Linked DNA regions of Mus musculus: regions 1, 2 and 4 are each linked to region 3. The links are chromatin contacts, called in public Hi-C and HiCAR-type maps. All regions are on one chromosome and are shown on one strand. Each heading gives the region's core, a stretch centred on a gene start, on an enhancer-like site or on the middle of the called end of the contact. The rest is flanking DNA. Distances are from core to core; before and after follow the strand shown. Region 1 has its middle 62 kb from the start of Gm41072. Region 2 has its middle 32 kb from the start of Fst. Region 3 has its middle 57 kb from the start of Gm34790. Region 4 has its middle 17 kb from the start of Ndufs4.

The links. A called contact is a pair of places that touch in the nucleus more often than the background predicts. HiCAR-type assays count read pairs that join an accessible place to other places.
Region 1: a contact with region 3 is called in a Hi-C map of uterus, with 5 times the contacts expected there. The contact joins two enhancer-like sites. A contact is called at or near these places in 6 of 484 Hi-C or Micro-C datasets (cochlea, embryonic fibroblasts, liver and 1 more).
Region 2: a Hi-C map of liver shows a contact between it and region 3, with 3 times the contacts expected there. The contact joins two enhancer-like sites. A contact is called at or near these places in 2 of 484 Hi-C or Micro-C datasets (liver and nephron progenitors) and 3 of 115 datasets of contacts at active chromatin or transcription factors (extraembryonic endoderm stem cells, fibro-adipogenic progenitors and hepatocytes).
Region 4: a HiCAR-type map of fibro-adipogenic progenitors shows a contact between it and region 3, with 2.7 times the contacts expected there. The contact joins two enhancer-like sites. A contact is called at or near these places in 4 of 39 promoter capture datasets (the 3T3-L1 cell line, HPC-7-derived erythroid cells, hippocampal neurons and 1 more), 1 of 15 datasets of contacts at CTCF or cohesin (the NIH/3T3 cell line), 1 of 484 Hi-C or Micro-C datasets (the 3T3-L1 cell line) and 1 of 115 datasets of contacts at active chromatin or transcription factors (fibro-adipogenic progenitors).

What each region holds. Positions count from the first base shown.
Region 1 is chr13:114,269,802-114,272,867 of GRCm38.p6, forward strand. No RefSeq gene overlaps it. Among named protein-coding and RNA genes, the nearest start is that of Gm41072, 62 kb to the left of the region's middle. Within about 2 kb of position 1,795, at least 14 of the 459 cell types and tissues checked have an H3K27ac peak or open chromatin away from gene starts, as enhancers often do. A contact at or near this core is called in liver and uterus, where this site is marked.
Region 2 is chr13:114,489,476-114,492,671 of GRCm38.p6, forward strand. No RefSeq gene overlaps it. Among named protein-coding and RNA genes, the nearest start is that of Fst, 32 kb to the left of the region's middle. Within about 2 kb of position 1,601, at least 12 of the 459 cell types and tissues checked have an H3K27ac peak or open chromatin away from gene starts, as enhancers often do. A contact at or near this core is called in liver, where this site is marked.
Region 3 is chr13:114,759,711-114,762,879 of GRCm38.p6, forward strand. No RefSeq gene overlaps it. Among named protein-coding and RNA genes, the nearest start is that of Gm34790, 57 kb to the right of the region's middle. Within about 2 kb of position 1,416, at least 18 of the 459 cell types and tissues checked have an H3K27ac peak or open chromatin away from gene starts, as enhancers often do. A contact at or near this core is called in fibro-adipogenic progenitors, liver and uterus, where this site is marked.
Region 4 is chr13:114,403,727-114,406,779 of GRCm38.p6, forward strand. No RefSeq gene overlaps it. Among named protein-coding and RNA genes, the nearest start is that of Ndufs4, 17 kb to the left of the region's middle. Within about 2 kb of position 1,550, at least 44 of the 459 cell types and tissues checked have an H3K27ac peak or open chromatin away from gene starts, as enhancers often do. A contact at or near this core is called in fibro-adipogenic progenitors, where this site is marked.

The DNA of each region.
Region 1 (3,066 bases), core at 545-3,044, 490 kb before region 3:
TTCACCCACTGTCTTAGTCAGGGTTTCTATTCCTGCACAAACATCATGACCAAGAAGCAAGTTGGGGAGGAAAGGGTTTATTCGGCTTACACTTCCATACTGCTGTTCATCACCAAGGAAGTCAGGACTGGAACTCAAGCAGGTCAGGAAGCAGGAGCTGATGCAGAGGCCATGGAGGGATGTTCTTTACTAGCCTGCCTCTCCTGGCTTACTCAGCCTGCTCTCTTATAGAACCCAAGACTACCAGCCCAGAGATGGCACCACCCACAAGGGGCCTTTCCCCCTTGATCACTAATTGAGAAAATGCCTTACAGTTGGATCTCATGGAGGCATTTTTTCAACTGAAGCTCCTTTCTCTGTGATAACTACAGCTGTGTCAAGTTGACACAAAACTAGCCAGTATACCCACTCTGCCTTTTGATGAAAGAATTTAGCCAAGTCCGTTTAAGGGAATTAGAGATCGGAAAGAGCTATGTGTGCCGTTCGTGGTTTTCTGACTCTTATGTACTCCTTTGACTCTTTATTTCTCTGTGTTGGCTTGATTTTTTTTCTTTTTGTAACGACAGGTTTTTATTCCATTATATTTTCTGAATGTACCCCAAGCTTTTCTATTATATCATAAGACTTAAATAAAACATTATATATACGGGCAGTGGTGGTGCACGCCTTTAGTCCCAGCACGTGGGAGGCAGAGGCAGAGGCAGGAGATTTCTGAGTTTGAGGCCAGCCTGGTCTACAGAGTGAGTTCCAGGACAGCCAGGGCTACACAGAGAAACTCTGTCTCAAAAAAAAAAAAAAAAAAAAAAAAAAAAGAAAGAAAAAGAAAAAAATTATATATAATACACACACACACACACACACACACACACACACACACACAGTATGTATTCCTCTCCGTGCCTTAAATGCTTGTAACAGTCAATTTTAATATGATATCAACTTCAACATTTCAGCCATGTTTGTGACATCAGAATTTACACTTTTTAATAGTGCGTTTAAAATACTGCATCTGTAGTTATTTTTGGTAACTTTTGCTAGATATCTAGATACCAGCAGATTTTTGAAGGCCAGTGAAGATGGATTCCCTCCTTGTAATCACCAGCTTGTAGACACAAGAGCAGAGGCAGGAGGATTCCACTTGTTCCTTGTAATATAGGACTTGGTGGCCCTATATTACCTGTCACCGCTCCCAAAGCAAATTAGAAGACAGGAATTAGATGAGGAGAGAGCTTTACATCAGGAAAACAGAACAAAGGCCATCTCAAAGCAAAGTTCCCCGTTTTCCAAAAGGGAAGGGTCTCAAGGTTTTCATGGGGGAGATGTGTGGAAGATGTCAGATTCACTATTGTCCTTCAAATCTGACCTCTAGAGGCTTGCTCTGTCTTTGACTTGAAAATGACCTCAGGCCCACTCCCTATGCGCTTGCTCATTAACACTCTTAATTTGGTAGCAGGTAAAGGCAGTGGGAGCCATCCCAATAGCTCTTCCTTATAGGTTCAAATGCCTTGTGAAAGAGGTGAACGCATTGCAGCTGCCCTTCGTGACAGCACAGCTATAGATGAGACAAGAAGTCAGAAGGAGGAAGTCCCTGGAGCTGAGGGACAGCATCGCTGGAGCCAAGGGACAGCTCTTCCTCCCAGACTTTTCTTTTCTTTCTTTCTTTCCTTCTTTTTAGATTCATTTTGGGGTTTTGCTGTAATTCTTTCTAATCTACTAATCTGTTACATGTTACTCATCAAAAGAATGGGATCTGAGCCATGAACCCAGCCCTGGGTAGAGACTCGGCCTTCTGAACTGGCTGGAAGGTCAACGTTTACTATCAGGCAGGAGGCCTTACATACCATAACTTCTCCCTTAAGAGTCGACCCACATGGGACTGTCAGTCACCTAGACATAAAACGTCCCACAGGAATAATGTCTGTTCCAAGATTTAGAAACAAAGCCTACCTAAACACGTAGCTGCTTTTGGCCGTCGCCCACTCAGTCCACTATATCTTGTAATAAACCCCGCCTAGTTTCTGCATTGTGCTGCATACCTCATCTGAATTCTTTCAAGAGACATTACCAGGAAGGGAGGTGAAAGGGAGGCTGGAGCAACGTCCTGGTCCCAGTGAGGGTTAGAACATTCTGAATTTGCGTGGATGTCAACTCTTGCCGGCGAGTTTTGTCTTTGTTTTATGTTGATCATTAACTATCTGTTGCTACAACAGCTTGCTATAAGGCAGATCTTGGGACGGAATCTCTTTTCTGTTATTCGCTTGGGGAAAGCCTTTTCTGTCAGCCGTATCAGGATTCAGGGCCAGCTTTGTTGTGAAGGATTTTGGGTTGGCAGACTTGCCTTTCCTTTCAGCAAGTTTGCCTATACCATCCTGACCTAAGTGGTTTCTGGTGAGAAATCTGCTTGCAGTCTTTGGGGGATTTCCCTTACAAGAAGGGACTCATTTTCTTCTGGCTGTTTTCAAAAGTCTTTGTCATTGATTTCTGACAATGTATTTACACTGTGTCTCCATGAAAACCTTATTTGCGTTTGCCTGGAGTATTCTGGGCTTAGTGTGTGCTCATTCTCTCCACGGACCTCGGTTATTTCTTCTTTAGACTAGGTTTCTACCTTTCTTTTGTCAATTCTCTCTAAAGATGCCTATGTCCCTTAGCTTCTCTTTTGGGCCTCTTAATCTCAGTAATAAAATAATTTAAAAATGAACCTGAAAGGAAGGTCAGGGACAATTTTATTAGCGTTTAAAAGAAAAACAACAGGACAGGCAGGCTGTAGACTTCACAGCTGCCAGGAGAAGAGAGAGTGGGGGAGAGAGAAAGCCATGCAGTTTGCAATAGAGGTCTGCAGGCAGCCACATGACAAAAAGCCTTCAAAGAAATGGCAGATGCCCAGAAGGCCAGGGAAAGCATGCTCTGCTTTTGGCCAGTATTTGGAACAACAATAACAACAACAACAACAACAACAAAACAAAAACAACAGCAACAACAAAGAACAAGGTAAACGCTATGCTTTTTGGAGTCCTAATTCTGAGGTCAGACTAGCACCATGCTGCTCTCTTCAAGTGTCCCCAG
Region 2 (3,196 bases), core at 351-2,850, 270 kb before region 3:
TGCTTTCTGTTGCTACTAGTGTCACCTGTTTAGGGATATACAAAAACTGTGTAGATTGAAGGATCCATAGATGAACATATCTCTGGTTTACTAATCTCTGAGATACCCCTCCAGTTTCAAAATAAAGAAAGAGGCTTCAGTTTCAAAATAAAGTCTACTCTTTCCCCCTTTCCAAACTTGACCTCTTCCTTCCATGGCTTGCTTTGCTTCCAAACATTCCAGGTAAGCAGATAATATAGATGGAAAGCATTCCACCAATGAAGCAGACGAACAAACAGAAAAACAAACAAACACCCTTCAGCTTCCTTTTCCATAACTAAAGGGCTGCAGAAATCACAGAGCTTCATCCTTTCTTTTTTGCTCTCCTGGGCTTTATTCATTCTTGATCACTGCTTTTTCATTTTGCCAACATCATTGCAGACTCTCTGACCATACTTCTGGCTGCTCCCCAAACACTACCTCTTCTCAGGACCCACCAAGACTTCCTGTTCATGCCCCAGCTGGTGCAGATCCCACGCCTCTTAGAAGCTATGTTGTTGTTGTTAAAAGTGACTGTATTCTTTCTGTGGGTACAACAGCGTATTCCTTTCAGGGAAAGTAGAACAATAATTTAAAATAAAATCTGCTGAGTACCAATATATTGTCAGGTTATTGATTTTTGCCCTGTTCATATCTCACATTTTTTCTTTCTTGTCAGATCCTGCTTCTAGCTAACATAGGATTATATTTGGCACTTGGGGACAAAGATGGCATGGAGAACTAAAACCTAGAGATAATCCTATAAGCTCATCTAGAACAAAGGCTTAATTATACCCCTATCAACCAAGTCTTTTATGTGAGCTGAGTTGAAATAAACAACAAATTGGTGAGCTTCATGTGGTCTGCTTCCCTTGGCGATCGTAGATGCAGAAGGAACACAAGCTAGAGTGAAGGAGACAAAGCTTCTGCCCAGGACAACTGGCTTGTGTTTGGTTCTGTTGGTCAGAAAACAATTATGTGTTAAATTCATCACTGAATACATCTTTGGTCTTTCTATGTGAAGAAATAAACACTGGACAATTTGTTTCAGGGTGGACTGAAACTGTCTGGGAATGTTATGTACTCTCTAGTGACTAATTTCCCTTAGTTATAAACCAAGAAGCTAAGCACTAGTGTTTCTGGAGATGGAGGTGGCCAAGTGCCAGGGTACATGTGGGTGAATAGAAATAAGGAAGGGCACCGATGGAGACTAATCTGTGTTGTTGCCAAGGGATGGAGCTTTGTCCTCCTTTTATGTCTTTCTTTCCTGTACCCTCTGCATGACAACAGCTAGAAGAAGCTGATATCTAGGGCTAAAGCCTATGGTATCCTGAGAACTTATCCATCGTATTTACTAGAAACTTCTTTCATCTACCCACACTGCCAACACTCCAGGATGGAGTTATTGCGAAAATATTTAATAATTGCTACAACACAAGGCCCTGGCCGAAAAGAATGGAAACAAACAGGTGATTATTTGGAACCTAAGGTGTAATTGTCTCTGGCATGGACTCTGCAAGGGCTTCCAAGTGGATCCTCCACAGATAGAGTGATCTTTGCCAGGTGTAAATACCACTTGGTTACTGACCACGTTGTCTCACTGCTGACTAGTGGGAATAAAGATCTGAGGTCAGGAAGTAGGGGGTGGAACTTCCAGGCAGAGAGAGTGACTGACACATGGAGAAGAAAGCAGAATCGAGAGAATCCAGAGTAGACTCAGGGAATAGACACAGACCTCAGCAAAGCAGAGAGGTATAGAGCTAGCCACATGGTGGCTCATAGGCCACACAGTGGGGCAAAGTTTAAGCAGTATCTGGGAGACTGCTCCAGTAAAAGGCCTAAGCTTTAAACTCTAATGGAAGTTGCGTGTCATTATTTATACATCAGAAGGGTCCGAGAAAGTCCTGCAGTAGGTTACTCTTTGTTCTCGATTCTTAAAAACTTTCCATGATTCCCATAAGCTCTTAAGTTAAAGAACATCATTGTTACAGTCTTTAAATCCTTCCATACTATATTCCTTATCTGCCTTTGGTACAGTGGATAGTTTTTCCCTGTATCAAGATGTTACCTCCATAAGGGGAACATCCCATACTCAATGACAGTTTAATATAGGATGTGATATAGACCAAGAATTTATTAAAGGATCTCTGAATGTATACATTCATAAGAAAGCAAGTTAAACTTTTCCCACACCTATCTTCACATCTGGTCCAGGATTTTGTTGTGAATACACGTGAATGTGTGTTTAATAAACGGTGTTATGGAAGTTATTTGATATTTTGTATGCTGTTGCAAGGCAATCGTGTTCTCTTGGTGGGGTGGTGGCGGACACCTGGGAGTTCTCCCAGGTTACCCTCGTAACGTCACTGCCAGCTTATACCTCCTTATATGGTACTCTCTTCTGTTTCCCAACGGACTCTCCTCACTGTGTCCTCACCAGCTTCCAGCCGTTGGTAGAGGATCATTTTCACATGTAGTTATTTCCAACCGGTTCTCTGTTTTCATTCTTCCTTTCTCCAAGCCCATTTTTCTGTGGATTTTCTCAGAAACCCAAACTTAGCTATGTCACTATTGCCTGGAGATTCTTCAGGGTGCCCCATAAAGGATCAACTTCTAGTTTAATGCAGACAAACCTGTTGTCTTTTGAGACCTACCTACTCTTTGATCAATGTAAGAAATATTTATTGAGCACCTACTATGTTCCAGAGGATCTACTGATAGGAAATAAGAAAATATTTTCTTATTCTATATTAGTTTTTTTCCTCTGTGTGTATTGGGGATTAATCACAGCTTTGTATGCTGGGCAAGATTTCTGTGACTGAGCCCTCCTTTTATCTTTTCTTATCCTTTATTGAAAGTATTGTCAAATGGTACACTCTTGGGTAAGACATGCATAACTAATATCTTTTTATGACTCCATCTTTATTTATTTTTTGCTATAAAATGTGATCTCCCTTTTATTTCTCAGTTCTATTGGTATCTGTCTTAAAAGATTATTTTGCAAGACTTACTTTAAGAACTATTTTTTCTTTTAATATATTGGTTACTTCAGTGTCTAATTATTAGTAAATTCTGAAGCTTTACACTTTCACATAGTCACACTCTGTATTTTGGTCTGTCTCTCCACTCCCACTCCCTTATCTCCATCCTGCCTTCCCTAGATCCCTCCAGTCGCTAT
Region 3 (3,169 bases), core at 166-2,665:
ACTGAAAAAGCACTCTTAAAATGTTAACAAAAATGGTGACAAGGACAGCATCCCTTTTGACAAAAAAAGTTCACTTGGCCAGACTAGACCAGCAGTAATAAAGCACTCTGCTAAAAAGTCATAAAAATTGTACACATGTAAGATACACGGTGAACTCTGCTAACAAATTAAACACATGGGAACACAATTTCTCTGCTGGATCCTCATTAATAAATTTGTCTCTAAGAAAGTTGCTAGAGCATTTCAGGAGGGGGGTGGGGGGTGGGGTGGAACTCAAGATGCTGATCAGGACAAAACTCTTCCAAGCTTCACTTGGAATTCACAGGCACTGTGAGTAAGTGGGGAAGGGTGTGGACAGTCCGATCTTGCCCAAATCACAGAAAGATCTCTCCTGTCCCCTGTTTGTCTCACACTTGACCAGATTCTCCAAGTGACTCCCTTTGAGTCATTCTCTTCTTAATTTTTACAAACTCCACAGGGTATCAGTTATCAATTCCACTCTCACATTAAAAGCTTTCAAACAACTTGGGAGTTGAAAAACCTCCAAAAAGGCCCAGCCATCTTCCAGGGAATAATTTGCAGCTAGAAAGTCATGATTTTAATCTGCGTAGGACTCACTTTATAGACCATAAGGTGAGTTGATTAATAAACATCTTCACAAACTATTTATATTTTGTATATTTATCTACAGGGATAGGGTCAAGTTCAATTTGCCTAATTTCATTCTGTTATCTATCACTTTGTTATCTGTCATTAATAACCACAGCTACACATTATTTGTAGAGACCTCTGTCATCTTTCTAGTTTTCTAAACCCTTTTAAGGGAGATATTTTATTTTATTTTGTCAAAATTTATTTCTGCTTTTCTCGTCTCCAGTGGAGTGAGAAAACAAAGTGTTCTGTGGAAGAGAGGTATTTACTGTGCAGAGTCTGTCCTGTGACCTCAGCTGGACCCTTTAATTTGAATAGTATACAATAAAAGATTTGATTGTTTGGGCTGATAAAAACAACAGTGCTTAAAATAATGATTTTTTTTTGATAAATCAGTGCTTTATGAATGGGGAAAACAAATCCCAGAAGTACTTAAGAAAGGTGGCAGTTGTTCAAAAACATGTGGTACTTCACCCATACTTTAAGAACACAAAGAAAGCAAACATTTTAAGCATCTAAGATTCCTCCAAAACTCGCATCTTCCACATCACTCTTAAAAATCCCCTTTCTTTTTTTTCTGACTTTGAAACCTTTCCTGTATCTTTAAGACCATGCAATATTTCTTGTTTGTCTGTTCTTTCCCATGGTCATTGCCCAATGACACCAGGGCCAGCCAACTTCCATCCGCAAGGGTCTGAGTTTGCCCACAGCTATGTCTCCAACTGTCCTTGATTTCTGTTCTCTTCTGTTCTGTGTCCTCAGCTGCAGCTTGTCCCTGGAACTATTCCCAGTTTTAGGAAATAGTTGGGATAAGTTGACCCACAATACAGGAGGACTAGGAGAAAGATTTCTCCAGCCTTTTCTGACTCTTTGGACACGTGTGGAGTGGCGGGAGGAGTCAAGACCCAACCATGCCTTTCTGCTTGCTCCTTGAATCTTCTTCACTATAATCCCAAGCAGCAGATAATCCCTTTTACAGAGAAGGGAAATGAAATGCCAGTAAGTTAAATCACATACCCACAAGAATACAACCAGTGAGACTCAAAGCCAAGATTGGAATCCAGGCATGCCTGGCCCCTAGAACCCTGCTCTTTGATCTTGGCAGGGCATTGCATTGTAGACATCAAATGCTTACACATTAGAAGACAAATTAAGTGAAAGCCAAATAACTAATCAGTTGTATTTTACCTAACATAAGTAAACAAATTGCCTTGTAAATCCATTGTAGCTACTATCTTTTAAATAGCTGTATGCCAGGTATTGGTCTATGTACTTGATCTCAAAAATATGATGTATAAAAAGCTAGACATATTATTATTATTATTATTATTATTATCATCATCATCATCATCATCATCATCATCAAAAACTAGAGACAGGAGTACAGAATTATTAAGTATTTTACTCAGGTTCAGAGATCTGAGAGAAGGCATGGAAGTGAAGTTCCTCACACCCATTGCACTTTGGTTTTAGCTGGCTCTACTGTTGGTACATTCTAAAGTTTGCATTGTGGAAAGAATTGTTTGTGCACTATTCACTAAGCTTTCCTATCAGCTTTGAGAGGAAGACTGTTCCCTATTTTTTTATAGCTGAAGAATTTTTTTAAAATGCCCCCAAATAACTATTCAGGATGACTGGATAGGGTATTAATAACACCCCCGAAACAAACAAACAAAACCAAAAAAACCCTAAAACCCAAAAACAAAACCCTTCTCTTCCTTCTGGCAAGAACATTCATCTCTGGTTCCTCCTGAGCCTCCACATCCCTTCTGCAGTATTTAATCATTGGAGGAAAGGTATTTATTGCACTGAGTTCTGACTCTTGGTCACAGTTAAGTATTTGTGGTATTCACATTTATTTCTAGCTTCTCTTTGAAGGATTAAGAAAACCATTTTAATGCTTTGCATTTTAATTGCACACAAGTTGACTGTCATAGACAGACCATTAAAATGTCTGTCAGCAGCCACCTACTCCATCTTCCTGGAGTACGAAAATGTTTCTAATGTGACTGGTTTCCAGTAACCTAAGGCTATCTGGTCAACCTGAATAGTGCGCCTCTGCTGGCTCCCCTGGAAGTGCTACAGGCTCCGTCTGTGGTAGAATTGGAGGCACTCGCATGACTTTGAACCTGCTGTACTCTGTTGTCTGTTTAGTCCTCACTCCATACCCTGGCTCAAATGCTCTTTGTCCACAGGTTGTCTGATCTCTTCTCTTAGAAATGCCATATCCTGTTTGGGAATGAGCAGTCTCGAGATTTTTTGTTCTTTTCTCTTTCCCCACCCCCTCTCCATTTCAGGCCAGATTTTTGGACAATTTCCCTGTTTCATATTATAATTCCCAATTGTAACGGCATTCATATTTCCAAGTTGAACCTCGCTTTGTGTTTTTATGCCATATTTCTAGCCTCTCTTTTCCATGGTGCAGTACATTTTTCTATTGTTGTAGTTTTTAAACAGCTGCCAACTTGATACATTTATCATACTAGCAGGGGATACTGATACTATCCATCCCTCACCC
Region 4 (3,053 bases), core at 300-2,799, 360 kb before region 3:
CTTAAGGGAAAAGAACCACAGAAGAACTAAGTGAATATGCTTGAAGAGGTTTCTCTCTTACAAAACAAATTTAAATACAATTAGCCAAGTCATCAGGGTACCACTGAAGTTCCCCAGTGCTGTATGCTCCAGGTTCTGTGGAATCTAAAATCTGGGTGGAGAGTAAATTTTGTACCAGAACTGGTGCACTCAGGGCAGGAGGCTGTAAACAAGATTGAACAATGGGCAAATTATTTTCCTTGAGATTTGTAACCTAGGGGTGAGCACCAGGGTGAGAGTCAATGAGTAACAAGCAAGCGACCTTACACAAAGTTTTACTGAAGGAATTAATTTGTGGCTGGCTGTAGTGGCTCATTTCTTTAATCCCAGCACTTGGGAAACAGACAGGTAGATCTCTTCAAGGCCAGCCTGATCTACATTGTGAGTGCTAAGACAGCCGTCAGGGCTACATAGACCCTGTACACACACACACACACACACACACACACACACACACACACACACACAATTTGTGACTATTAAGAAGCCTGCATGGTTGACTCAGGCCAGTCAGTTTATCTGTGGTCAGCTTGTAAGGCTCCCACAAGGCTGCCAAGAAAAGCCCGTTGGTAGCTATAGGGTTTCAGGTGGGATTGTTTGTAAATCACACCTTATGTGCGGCTGCAGTTACTTTTCTCATCTCTGGTCAAGTTACCTTGAACGTTCTGTTCATTTCACAAAGGCCTCCAGTAAATATGCCACCACATAGTTTTCTTCTGTGTGGGTCATGCCCTGGTAGTCTACACTATTTCCTAGAATGACTGAGTGTAGAAAAAAAAAAATCTAAAATGAATTGCCTTTATTAAAGATAATAATTGCCTTTATTAATGTGGCTTTGCCACATTACAAAAACATGGCTTGATTTCCAAATCTAATTGGTCTTTTCCTTAAGCTGATTTTCCTCTTTGGATTAAAAAAAAAAAGTGACAGCTGGGCAGTGGTGGTACACGCCTTAAATCCCAGCACTTGGGAGGCAGAGGCAGGTGGATTTCTGAGTTCAAGGCCAGCCTGCTCTACAGAGTGAGTTCCAGGACAACCAGGGCTACACATAGAAACCCTGTCTCAAAAAACAAAACAAACAAACAAACAAAATATATATGACTATGGATACCTAGAAATTATTCATAGCAAGCCTAAAATCCTGAGGTTTGAATTTCTTTCCCTTCTTTAAATTCTTTGAGATGTGTTTATTTTCTTCTAGGTTCACGAGTGTTTCGCTTGCACGAGTCTGAGCGCCACATGTAAGACTGGTACCTGGAGAGGTCAGAAGAGGTCATCGAATCTCCTGGAACTAGAGTTATGGATGGCGCCAAAATGCCACGTGGGTGCCAGGAATCAAACCCGTGGCCTCTGCAAGAGTAAGTGCTCTTTGCTACTGAGCCACTTCAGCCCTAAAACTTTCTTTTTTTTTTCTGTTGAGCAAAACAAAGCAGATTGTATGTGGTGCTCCTTTAACTAAGGAAGCGAACGCCTGTTCCCCAAGTGTGGGGCGGGGAGATACGTGATTGGTGTTCCTGCCCAACTGGTGATGTTCCCCTTAAAAAATGTTTCTGAATCAAGACTTGTTCCAGCTTCTGGCTCAACTTCACCAAAAGTTTTCAAAGTCACCGTGCTCTGAGCCAGGTTGGCAGATACAGAAAAGGCATAGAGGAGCAACTACGAGCAACTTTAATGGGCCAGGCCTGGCAGCGAAGAGCATTCTCTTAGCTAAATATATCGTATTAGATGAAATTCAGTCACATAATTGCATCAAATTGCCAAAGAGGACAGGATGTGTGGTCTAACTCTGTGCCTGGATGAGGAAAGAAGGAGAGAAAGAAGGAACTTGCTAGTTTTGTTTGTTTTGCTTTGTTTTCTGAAAATCCAGTCAGTCTCTTTTTTACTCAGTTTTCTGAAAATCCAGTTAGTCCAAATTTTACTCAGTTGTCTGACATAGTTTTGTGCAAAATGCAAGGGTATGAAAGCAAATAGCGGAGTCCATTGGGCTTTGAGAGGTAATTTCTCCATTTTAATTTGCATGGGGTTGATATTCTTAAATATCCTTCTTAATCAAATATGCATGTTACCTAGATCTTGTTAGTGCTGAGTCCAGGAAGTGGTAGGTTTTTCCATCCACGCCTTTATAGAACCATTTATAGGTAGTTCCGAGTGTCTCATCTTTCAGTCTCTGGAGCTAAGTCCGTGTTATTTGAGCAAACATATTGGTTTGCAGATTAAACGTCGATCAGCGTAAGACACATAATAAGGTAAGTGGCCAGTCAGTATAGACTCAGATAGCATCTGAGTCACTTCCGTTCATTTTCAAATGACTGTTTTGTGCCCACGCCATTCTGCCCTGTGCTGACAGCTAGTCAGCCTGGAAGGAATAGTTTTCAGGAAATGAAAAAGAGACAGCGCTGGGAATTAAAAAGTCGTCGATACAAAGAAGCACAACATTGCTGCTTATCTTTAAGTCAGGTTTGGAAAAATTGCTTTCAACCTGTAACTGTCAAAAATTTTTGCAGAAACTTTAAAGTGGGAGAACATGGCAAAAACTGTTCAGCAGGCTCACCAGATTATGTCTGCCTTTTTTAGACTCTTAAAAACTAATTATAAGAGGAGCTTGGGGATTTAACTTGCTGAGTTTCTCTTTTCCTCTTAGCTTTGGGGTGTGCCCTTTAAAGCATTAAAACGCTGGGCAAGAGGGGTCACTAGATTGTATCACCAGAAAGAATATTAATTTCTGGAAGACTTCAAGATTCCAAAGGTTGCCTTGAAATCATCAATTGGTCACGTGGCCCAACTGCAACAATTGGGGCAAGCAGGATGGAGCTATCCCATGCCACTAAAAGGCTTAGCATACTAATGGCCCTTTGACACCACCAGCCATTCAGAAATCAGACTTTGTCATGCTGAAGAATAGGCCACTCACCCACAACAGGAAGCACTGGGGAGGCAAACGTGACAGTAATTCCCTGTCAGATAAAACTGAGGTATTGTTTTGGACTCCCGACATAGGAGAAAAGAATTATCTA